Linked DNA regions of Zea mays: regions 1 and 3 are each linked to region 2. Evidence: chromatin contacts called from public Hi-C data. All regions are on one chromosome and are shown on one strand. The core of a region is the stretch at or near the end of the contact, and the rest is flanking DNA. Distances in the headings are between cores, read along the strand shown.

What was found. Hi-C and Micro-C count contacts between places; a contact is called where the count stands out from the background.
Region 1: a contact with region 2 is called in a Hi-C map of tassel, with 1.9 times the contacts expected there. The contact joins the promoter of LOC103650916 here to the promoter of LOC100274332 in region 2. A contact is called at or near these places in 2 of 25 Hi-C or Micro-C datasets (ear and tassel).
Region 3: a contact with region 2 is called in a Hi-C map of endosperm, with 2.8 times the contacts expected there. The contact joins the promoter of LOC103650918 here to the promoter of LOC100274332 in region 2. A contact is called at or near these places in 3 of 25 Hi-C or Micro-C datasets (ear, endosperm and tassel).

What each region holds. Positions count from the first base shown.
Region 1 is chr3:175,681,999-175,684,921 of Zm-B73-REFERENCE-NAM-5.0, forward strand. It overlaps LOC103650916 (PHD finger protein EHD3), which reads right to left and starts at 1,416. Exons shown (of 4, transcript XM_035966364.1): 1 at 400-1,416.
Region 2 is chr3:176,359,716-176,362,751 of Zm-B73-REFERENCE-NAM-5.0, forward strand. LOC100274332 reads left to right here and starts at 1,711. Exons shown (of 4, transcript NM_001148693.1): 1 at 1,711-2,912. The coding sequence starts at 2,653.
Region 3 is chr3:175,788,483-175,791,335 of Zm-B73-REFERENCE-NAM-5.0, forward strand. LOC103650918 (ubinuclein-1) reads right to left here and starts at 1,536. Exons shown (of 13, transcript XM_020550403.1): 1 at 903-1,536; 2 at 209-295; 3 at 42-134. The coding sequence starts at 1,229.

The sequences.
Region 1 (2,923 bases), core at 166-2,665, 680 kb before region 2:
GACGGGGGGATTGGAGGGATTGAGGAAAAAATTAGTTCATTTCCCCCTCAATTCCCGTGATCCCTGGTCATCAAATCAGCCCTGAAGAGAATAAAACCCCTCTTATTATTCAATTTTGAATAGTAAGAGTATTTTATCCCTTGCCTAAGACACTTTGTTTCAAACCTTGTAAAAATATAAGTGTTCCGTCAAGAATTCCCAGTAAGACACTTTGTGCCACGACAGTCCGCAACTCTGCATGCGTTAGAACGTGCGGGGAGCTTACGCATACAAATTTGGACAGCCAGATAGATAAATACACACAACCAATTGATCGAATGATCGGCAAGCTGCACGATGCGAGCTTACACAAATTAAGTTGATCCAGTAGGGGGAAGGAAATGTTAGCCAGTTGATTACCTGGTTGGTTTCGTATCTCCCATCCCGCGATCCGACGGCGAGACAACGCGCTGGCGGATGGAAGTGATTGTTCTGCGTCCGCATCCTCGTGCCGAGCCATGGATTTGGTAGATCGAGGCAGAGCGCCACGGCGGTCCGGGCAGGACGGTGTGGCGAAGATGACCCGAGAGGCAACGGGGTTCGCGTCTTGAGGGAGGAAGAAGAGCTTCCGCGTGGAGGCAGGGAGGGCCCCGAACGGTCGTAGCCCCGGCGCACGAGGGTCGGCCGCGGTTGGGGCCGACGCTGAACGCCAAGCCACGCCTGCGCATGAGAGCGAGTTCGCCCCGCCGCGCAGCTGGATTCAAATTCGCCTGCCGGTTACTGCTGCCGCTCCCTCGGCACCGGCGCGGCGCGCGGCGGTGGTGCTAGGAACTTGGGAAGGCACGGACAGGCCGGCGGGACCATGGGACGGGATCGGAGGTCCCACGATCGCGAGTTTTTCGGACGTAGTGGCGGCCGCAGTGCCAATTGGCGGCGCGGTGGGCGCCGCTACTGGTCCGCCTGCACCATTTGGATCGGGGGCTCGAGGGGCGCGAGGCCGGGGGATTGGTGTGGCCAGCTTGCTGGTGCTGAGGCGATGTCGTTAGGGTGGGATTGGTCGACGCGGTTCCCTCGGGTGGCAGCGGCTTCGTTCCGTCCCGTCGGAGGTGAGCTCGCGGCGGCAGTGGCGTTTACCGACCGGGATGAGGAGCTTCTAGCATAGTAGCGCATGCTTTCGCCCCCACCTCCTTGCAGATTTCAGACCGTGCTGAGGATCTACCTGGCGCGCATCGTCTCTCCGCCGTTGCTGCCAGGTGCCAGGCACTAGATTTGTGTGTTGCCCACCCAGCCCCGGCAACCGGAGCACGCCGGTCGCCGGACACAAGGTTGGCATCTACCGCTGGAATTTCATCTGGGCACGTCCACATCTCCCGTGATTCCGGTACGGATTGGTTGCGAGTTTGCGACACAGAATGGCAACCTGGTCAGACAAAATTCACCCCGGAATCGACAGCTTCCATTTGATGCAGGATATGCAAGGCACCGCTCAATTGGATCGGGTGAATTTATGACGTAATGTAGATTCCATGGCGGAAAGTTCGGGCCTATCGTCAAAATTCAGCTAGAAGGTTAAGATGCATGAGTAGGAAAGAGGGCGAACCATATGACTGTGCTCTTTGCGGTGGCGTAGACGATTGGCGGGACGTGTCTGCGACCCTACGGTAGGATCGTGTATCCTCTGCTCACGTGCCGGACGGTCCGCGCTCTGGATCGGACGGTCCACATGTGCGCAGAGGGTCTTCTTCGCGAAGAACTCTAGAACTCGCCCCTCGAGATGGATCTCGTCGAGGAGAGTTCCAGAGGTGCTCAGGGATCGACAGTACACCCGGATGTCCTTAGGCGATGTAGAGTCACTTAGAGATGAACTAATAGGTCGAAAAAGACTAATACTAGGGCTAAACTAAAGCTAGATTACTCCTACTACTAATGAATGGAAAGAACAATGCAAATAAGGTAAATTTGATAAATATATTTTATTGGATCGATTGTAGGTGTGTCAATCGATCGAACCCCTTCGTTTATATAAGAGGGAAGTATGGATCAGTTACAAGTCGGTTCCTAAACAAATCTCGCGGAGTTTGCTAAGAAATCAGGAACCCTAACCGATTTTGTTCAAGCGCGGACCGTCCGGAACGTAGACCATTCGGGTATAGGGCCGGACCATCCGCCTTCCCATTCTGGTGCTCAACACATGCCCCCTGTCTTTGGTGGATACTGACAAACCAAAAGCATATGTACTATCAGCACCCTTTGAGAAACAATAGATCTCACAAGTTATTTTGTTTCCGAAGTATGAATTAAGCATGATGCAAATCACCATCTTTTTCAATCTAATAAGGTAATCATTTAATAAAGCTCTAATATATAAAGGTCGTTTAGGATTGCATCTTTCTCGGCAATGACTGCTTGATCAATGGGTCAATAGGATCAAAATCGAGGTGCCCCAAACCCAAATAAGCAAAGGGATTGTACATGTAATATGGATTCATCGCCGCATTACTCCATGTTTGAACAGAACAATATGTCGACGATGGATAGGCTAGTGAAAAGTATCATGGCATCATTGGATGAACATGCGACACTTGTTATGTCGCCTTTTGGGTCGTTTTATTCGGCAGTATTGCCTTTGCGAGTGACCGGGGTTGCTTTGTTGGCCGACCATGTGGGACGACATTTTTGCTGGTGTATTTGGAGAGTAACTGATCAAAAGCATAGACGACTTTAACCAGTCGACCAGATGTTTTACATGAATTTTGCTTTGGCGTACCTGTTTCCGATTGTCGACGCTTGAAGGCGCGTGGACCTTGCGGCCTCTGGTCATTGCTCAACCATCCGGCCAACTGAGCCGAATCGTCTGTCTGGTTTCCGAACCGTCCTCTCACAGGCACCGGACTGTCGTGGTTTCTAGAACCGGTGGATAATAAGATTTGTGTTCGACAGGGGT
Region 2 (3,036 bases), core at 461-2,960:
CGTGTGTCATAAATGTGTCGCAGTCCAAGGGGTTCGTCGGTTATGAGTGCGCCGCAGCTCGAGGGACTCGTATGCCATGAGTGTGAGGCGGACCGACGCCTGTGGTGTGACTCAGCGCCAGGCGTAGTTAATGCGGTGGGTCACTTATGGCGGGTTGGTCTCGGGTCTAGCGAGGGATCCACTTGAGTGGTTTTCCTTCGGTTCGCCCGACCCCCTGTTAGCTCCTCCATGCCGACCCCGGGTTCAGTGCCACGGTTTTTGTCTGGGGGCGCATGCTTCTAGGGCAGGCATTTTCTTTCTCATCTTGCTGACCAACAGGCCCCAGTCGCCAGAGGTTTTCCCTAGCCCGCTCGCTGACCGATGGGTCTCAGGGACCGAGATCTTATCCCCGACAATATATCCACATTCGTTATCATGTATTTGAATGTTGGAGGAAAAAAGGCTAAAAATAACTATATCTTGGAATGGAGAGAGTAATAATTATAATTTTTTAACAAGGCGAGCCAATCCAATTTAGAGTAAAAAAACCAACTGAAATAGAAACCGAAACGGAGGGAGTATACTATGGGTGTTTGGGACAACTCCAGCTCTAGAAAATTTGATGGAATTGGTAGAGCAGGTCATTAGTTGCTTTAGAAAATCATGGAGTTGTGAACCTTTAGAAGACATTTAGGATGCGTTTGGTTGTAATGACAGAACGAGATAATATAAAATGATCTCTTAAATGATGTTGTTTGGTTCAGGGTGAGAGATTGGAACAAAACTATCCCAGTTTTGTCTCTAGTTGTCCCTCAAAATTGGAAAGACAGAAGATGACGTCATGGAACGTCTCTGTCTTGCCGGTCCTTAGCAGTCGCACAACCAAACACATCCTTAGATAAGCCATTTTATTTATTATTTAAAGTAAAAATATTTTTAAACCTAATTAAATTGATACTCTACATTAGAGCTGGAACCTAGAGTCATCCCAAATAACCCCTATAATAACATAAAATGCTACGCTTAAGTTTTCACGGAACATGAATGTAGGTTAAAAGCAGAAATAAAAACAATAGCAGTAGTGCGTGTGTCCATTCCGAGCCGGGGCCCGAGCTCGGCCCAAAGGGCCAAAATCGAGTGGCAGCCAGCAGAGGAGGAACCGAGGCCTTCCAGACGTTTTCCTCCAGACCAGGTCGAATCGCGCGGCTGCGGGTCCGGACGGCGCACTCCTCCCGTTTTCCCGTCCCCGCATCCGGACTTCCGGAGAAGCCAAGAAGCGCAAACAAGCGGGATAAAAATCCCGGTCCCGGTCGCCAGCCGACTCCACCGCACACGTGCCCGGGCAGCCCGGCCCCGCCACCCGCACGCCACGTAACCCCCGTCCCCCTCCTCGAGCCTCCCGTCGCGTGTCCTGCGTTGCGCTTGCTATTTATCACCCCCGTCCTCCTCCGTCCCAAGGCAGTCGCAGTTCACAACTGCGACTAAAAACCATCTTTGGGGCCCTTCGCCGCGATTTGCTTCGCTTCTCGGACTAGGTAAGCCGAAAGTTAGCGTCTTTTTTTTCTGTACTGCATAAATGGAAGTTCAGATCGCTTGGTTTCGATTCGGGATTCCTGAGCGCGCTGTCCTGCTCCTGGTACCGACATCGCCTTCTGAGGCTATAGATTCTTTTTGTGGTTCTTAGGGTTTCCCCGTTGAATCTCGGGGCCTTTTCACCCGTAGTATCGTCGTCTTTTCTGTGGCTGTCTGTGCGCGAAAGCTACTGCAGCTCCCGGGTGATCTGGAGTTATTTTCTCGGATATTCCTTCCAACCCGATACTTGCAGTGGGTGTGGGTCCCTTCAATGAGTAGATGCATACTACCCGCGCCGGATTTTTCACCATTCATCCCATCCCCAGAGATTTGGGATTTATCGATGCCATGGAGGATTTACTTCACCATGCCTCTCGATTCATCGGAACGTTGGTTTGCAGTTTGCTATGTGCTGGTTTGTTAAGCTTTGCGTTGTAAAGCACGCCTCCGATGTTTTTGCCGGAAATTCCGATGCTTTACCAAAAAAGAAATGTTCGGCACCTAGTATAGGTCGTGCTGCTTTTATACTTGCCGCTTCTTCCGCATTTTACTAGATGCGTTTCATACTTCTTCGAAGTAGTTTGGCTGTTACAAATCCATCCAAAGAAGAAAAAGATTGCCGACTGCGACGAAACACACACTCTGTGTGCGTTTCGTTTGGGTACTTTTGGTATTTCTCTCCTGATGATCTAAAGAAGTAGTTGTTTATATTCTTGATCTTGTCCTTAACCTGTAGTGCTGTTAACTTGCATCTGCGTGTTTGCGCTGTGCCTTTTTGGTTTGTGTTGTAGATAGGCGTTAATTGCCACCTTAACAATGAAATGATGTATTGATGTTCACGTTCCCATTGCCTCGATTTCAGAGTTGGGAATTTTACTATGATCTCCTGTGCGTATTGCTGATTGTATAAATGTTTCTATGACAAGTTCAGTTCTAATTACTAGACAGACTTTTACAGCTGTACAAAGACATTATTTGTAAATGATTCTATGAGACTTACAAGTCAGTGTATGTCTATTCATTCGTATTCTAATGATTGCAGGTTAAGTTGCCTTTTCGATTCTCAGAAAAAGACTGGCTCTGCACTCGGATAATTTTAAAATGGATAGTGCACAGCAGCCCACTGGGGAATTGAACAATTCGTTCGATACTCTTATGGTTTCTGGAGGTGACCAGAGTCGACAGCCTCAGGATGCTGGCAATGAAACGAGCTTCACGAATTGGAAAGACCTCCCCATGGAGCTGCTCCTGCGTATCATTTCACTAGTTGGAGATGACAGGATAGTCATTGTGGCCTCCGGTGTATGCACAGGATGGCGTGACACCTTGGGGTGGGGGGTTGCAAATCTTTCACTATCATGGTAAGAATTGTCTTTCAGGCATGTCCATTCCAGTTTAACATATGTTATCTTCAGAAGATGAGTTTATCAAATATCAAGATTTTATAACCGATTAGTTTCCATGCTTTAGATTTGGATACAATAG
Region 3 (2,853 bases), core at 286-2,785, 570 kb before region 2:
CTTGTCTAGACAAAACAAATAATAGTTTGAATATAACTAACCAATTCGGCATCATCAATGAAAGAATCCTCAGTGTCATACTGATCATCATCTGGTACATCATTAAGATCCTCTTCATCGCTGCTATGTTTTCCCTGAGAATTTGTACATGTAGTCAAAACATCATCCATGGTGAACATGGGATCAAATGCAGCACGACGTTTACTACCATGTAAAGGCGCTCTATTTTTTCAATCACTGCATTGAACCGATTTGGCTGTGTTGGATCCTTTGGGTCATTTTCTGCAGGATGTGCCTGATTCAAAAGATAAAACAAACTAGATGTTAAATACGACGCTTCTTGAATGTAAAGAAATTCAGTGGATTCCACTATTTTAACATACTTCTCAGACTGAAATACTTGGGTGTTAAGAGCGTCATGTTCAAGAATGACAAGGTTTTGGCATGAACATGTAGTCATGTACAACAATTCATCAGGGTGATATTTCGTTGATTTGGGCCTATATACTTTCAAGATTTTGGCAGATTACAAGAGAGAGGAACTAATACTCACTGTAGAACATCTCTGCATGATACAGCACAGGTACCTAACATAAAAAATATATACATACATAGCTCAACCCAACAATGGAATACAACCACACTGTGTTCATAGCGATTAAGAACATCGATGTTGTCATCGTCATCACTACAAACAGGTTCCCTAAAGGTATGCTTTTTATGAGGGATGTACGTGTTGCTACCTACCAAACACAAAACGGTCCTCACGTTACATCTTGCAGATCTTACCCTCAGTCTGCAGAGAATCCTTCTATTTTCAAAGCTAAGCTAGGTAGCGCACAGATTACAGCGATGCAGCAGGTAACCAACCAACAAGCAACAACAGCAAGATGACTGCTTACCGGACCAGATGGGCCCGCATGTGCGGCGAACGCTGGCTCCACCGCCACTGGCGGTGCCGCGGCGGTGTGCCCGGCCTCCTTGAGAAGCTTCTTCCACGACACGATTGTGGTCTCCCCTGGCCGCAGCTCCACTGTGAACAGCTGCCTCTGGCACGGCGTCGCGGCTTCAGAGACCGCGGCCGCGGTGGCAGGCGGCTGCGTCGGAGCGAGAGCGGACGGCGCAGAGGTGACGCCAGGGGCTGCTGCCACCGCACCCGGAACCCTAGCTGCGGCGGCAGCGGCAGGGTCGGTCAAGGACGAGGAGGGTACCGCCACGGGGTCTTCCATGGAGAGGCTGGGGGAATTGAGAATTCGAGAGCTCACGGCATTAGATCGAAGGACCTAGGGTTTTGAGGAGCGTGGTGGGGAGTGGCGCAGGTGAGTGGGGACTGGAGGATGTGGGCTCCGGAGTTTGGAGGAGGGGACACGAAAACGCCCTCGTTTTTGGTGCAGGCGGAGGGAGTCGCTCGCGCCGGATGGGGTGAACTAGCCGCCGTGGATTTCTCGTCGCCGTTGGGTTTTGGCTCCTCGTCTCACCGCCATGTACACGCCCTTGCCTTCGGAATCAGAATGTGTGCGCGTGGGCCTGGGCCCTGGGGGATCGGTGGTTGTTTATTCTCGTCTTATCGCTTGAGCATGGGCCTTTTATCAGTTGGGCTTGGGCTTTCGAATACAAGAAGAAGAATAACGCGCGGAAAAAGGTTCCTTTTCTAGCTCAGCTGTAGCAAAAGACAGTTTTTCTCTCCCTTTATTTTAGTTTATTTTTTAAAAGAATATAGTAGATTATACAGCAATCATAATATATAAAATTCAATTATGCTAGCTCATATTACATGGTATATGATATGGTATGTTTTAGTACATTTAAAACTATGTTTTTCTATAAGTAATTTATAGCAACAGTTTTTGTGGCCAGTTATGATAAAAAGAAAATATGGCGAGCTAATTATTGCATGTTGAGATGAGATGTAGTGAAAAAATTATGGTCATTGTACCATATAGAATGGGCTTAGATTTTAGGGTTTTGAAACATATAAAAATCTATAACTCAACCATATATCAGCATCAAAATTTTACTACATCTCGAGCATGCATGTAACTATTAGTTCACCATAAAGATTTCATCAAAATTGGACCACAGAAAATTACAACTATGAATTAATAATAGAAATATATAGATCTAAAGCTATCTTGTACTAAAACGTATTATATCATATATTCACTATATAGATCTACACATGCTGAGTCCGTTAAATTTTTCATGCTCATTGGATCACGTATGACTCGGTTACAGATTTAAAAACTAGTTAGTTAAAACATAAACCTAGATAAATCTATAACTCAACTATACATGATCCAAGAAACATGATTTTTTGCTACAATTCAAACATGCAATATGTCGTGGTTTTCTGAACCGGAAGTAGCGATGAAAACGGACGGAAACGGACGGAAAAACCCTTCTTCCGTTTCCGCTCCCGCAATTCTTCATCGGAAATGGGAGCGGGAGCGGAACAACCACGGGCGGAAACGGGTTCGGGTTATACGGGTTTACGGAAACGAACCAAAACGGCCGAAAATTAACCGAAAACGAACGGAAATTACCTCAACGGAAAAATTAACCGGAAAATAAGTCCACATCACCACATGATTACATGACCAGTTGACCACATAGCCATTGAACAACATGAAAATAAAATAAGTCCACAATAGTACATGAGCACATAGCACAATTCCAAATCCAAGTATCCAACAAGTAAACTTACACTCACTCTGCCCACATAAATTCAGTCCATACACAATAACAGTTAACAGAGTAATAGACTTATAGTCACACTCACACACCGACACACACACATGGACACAATATAAGGTCTTCAATGTCTTCATGACATCAAACACACATTTGTAAGAT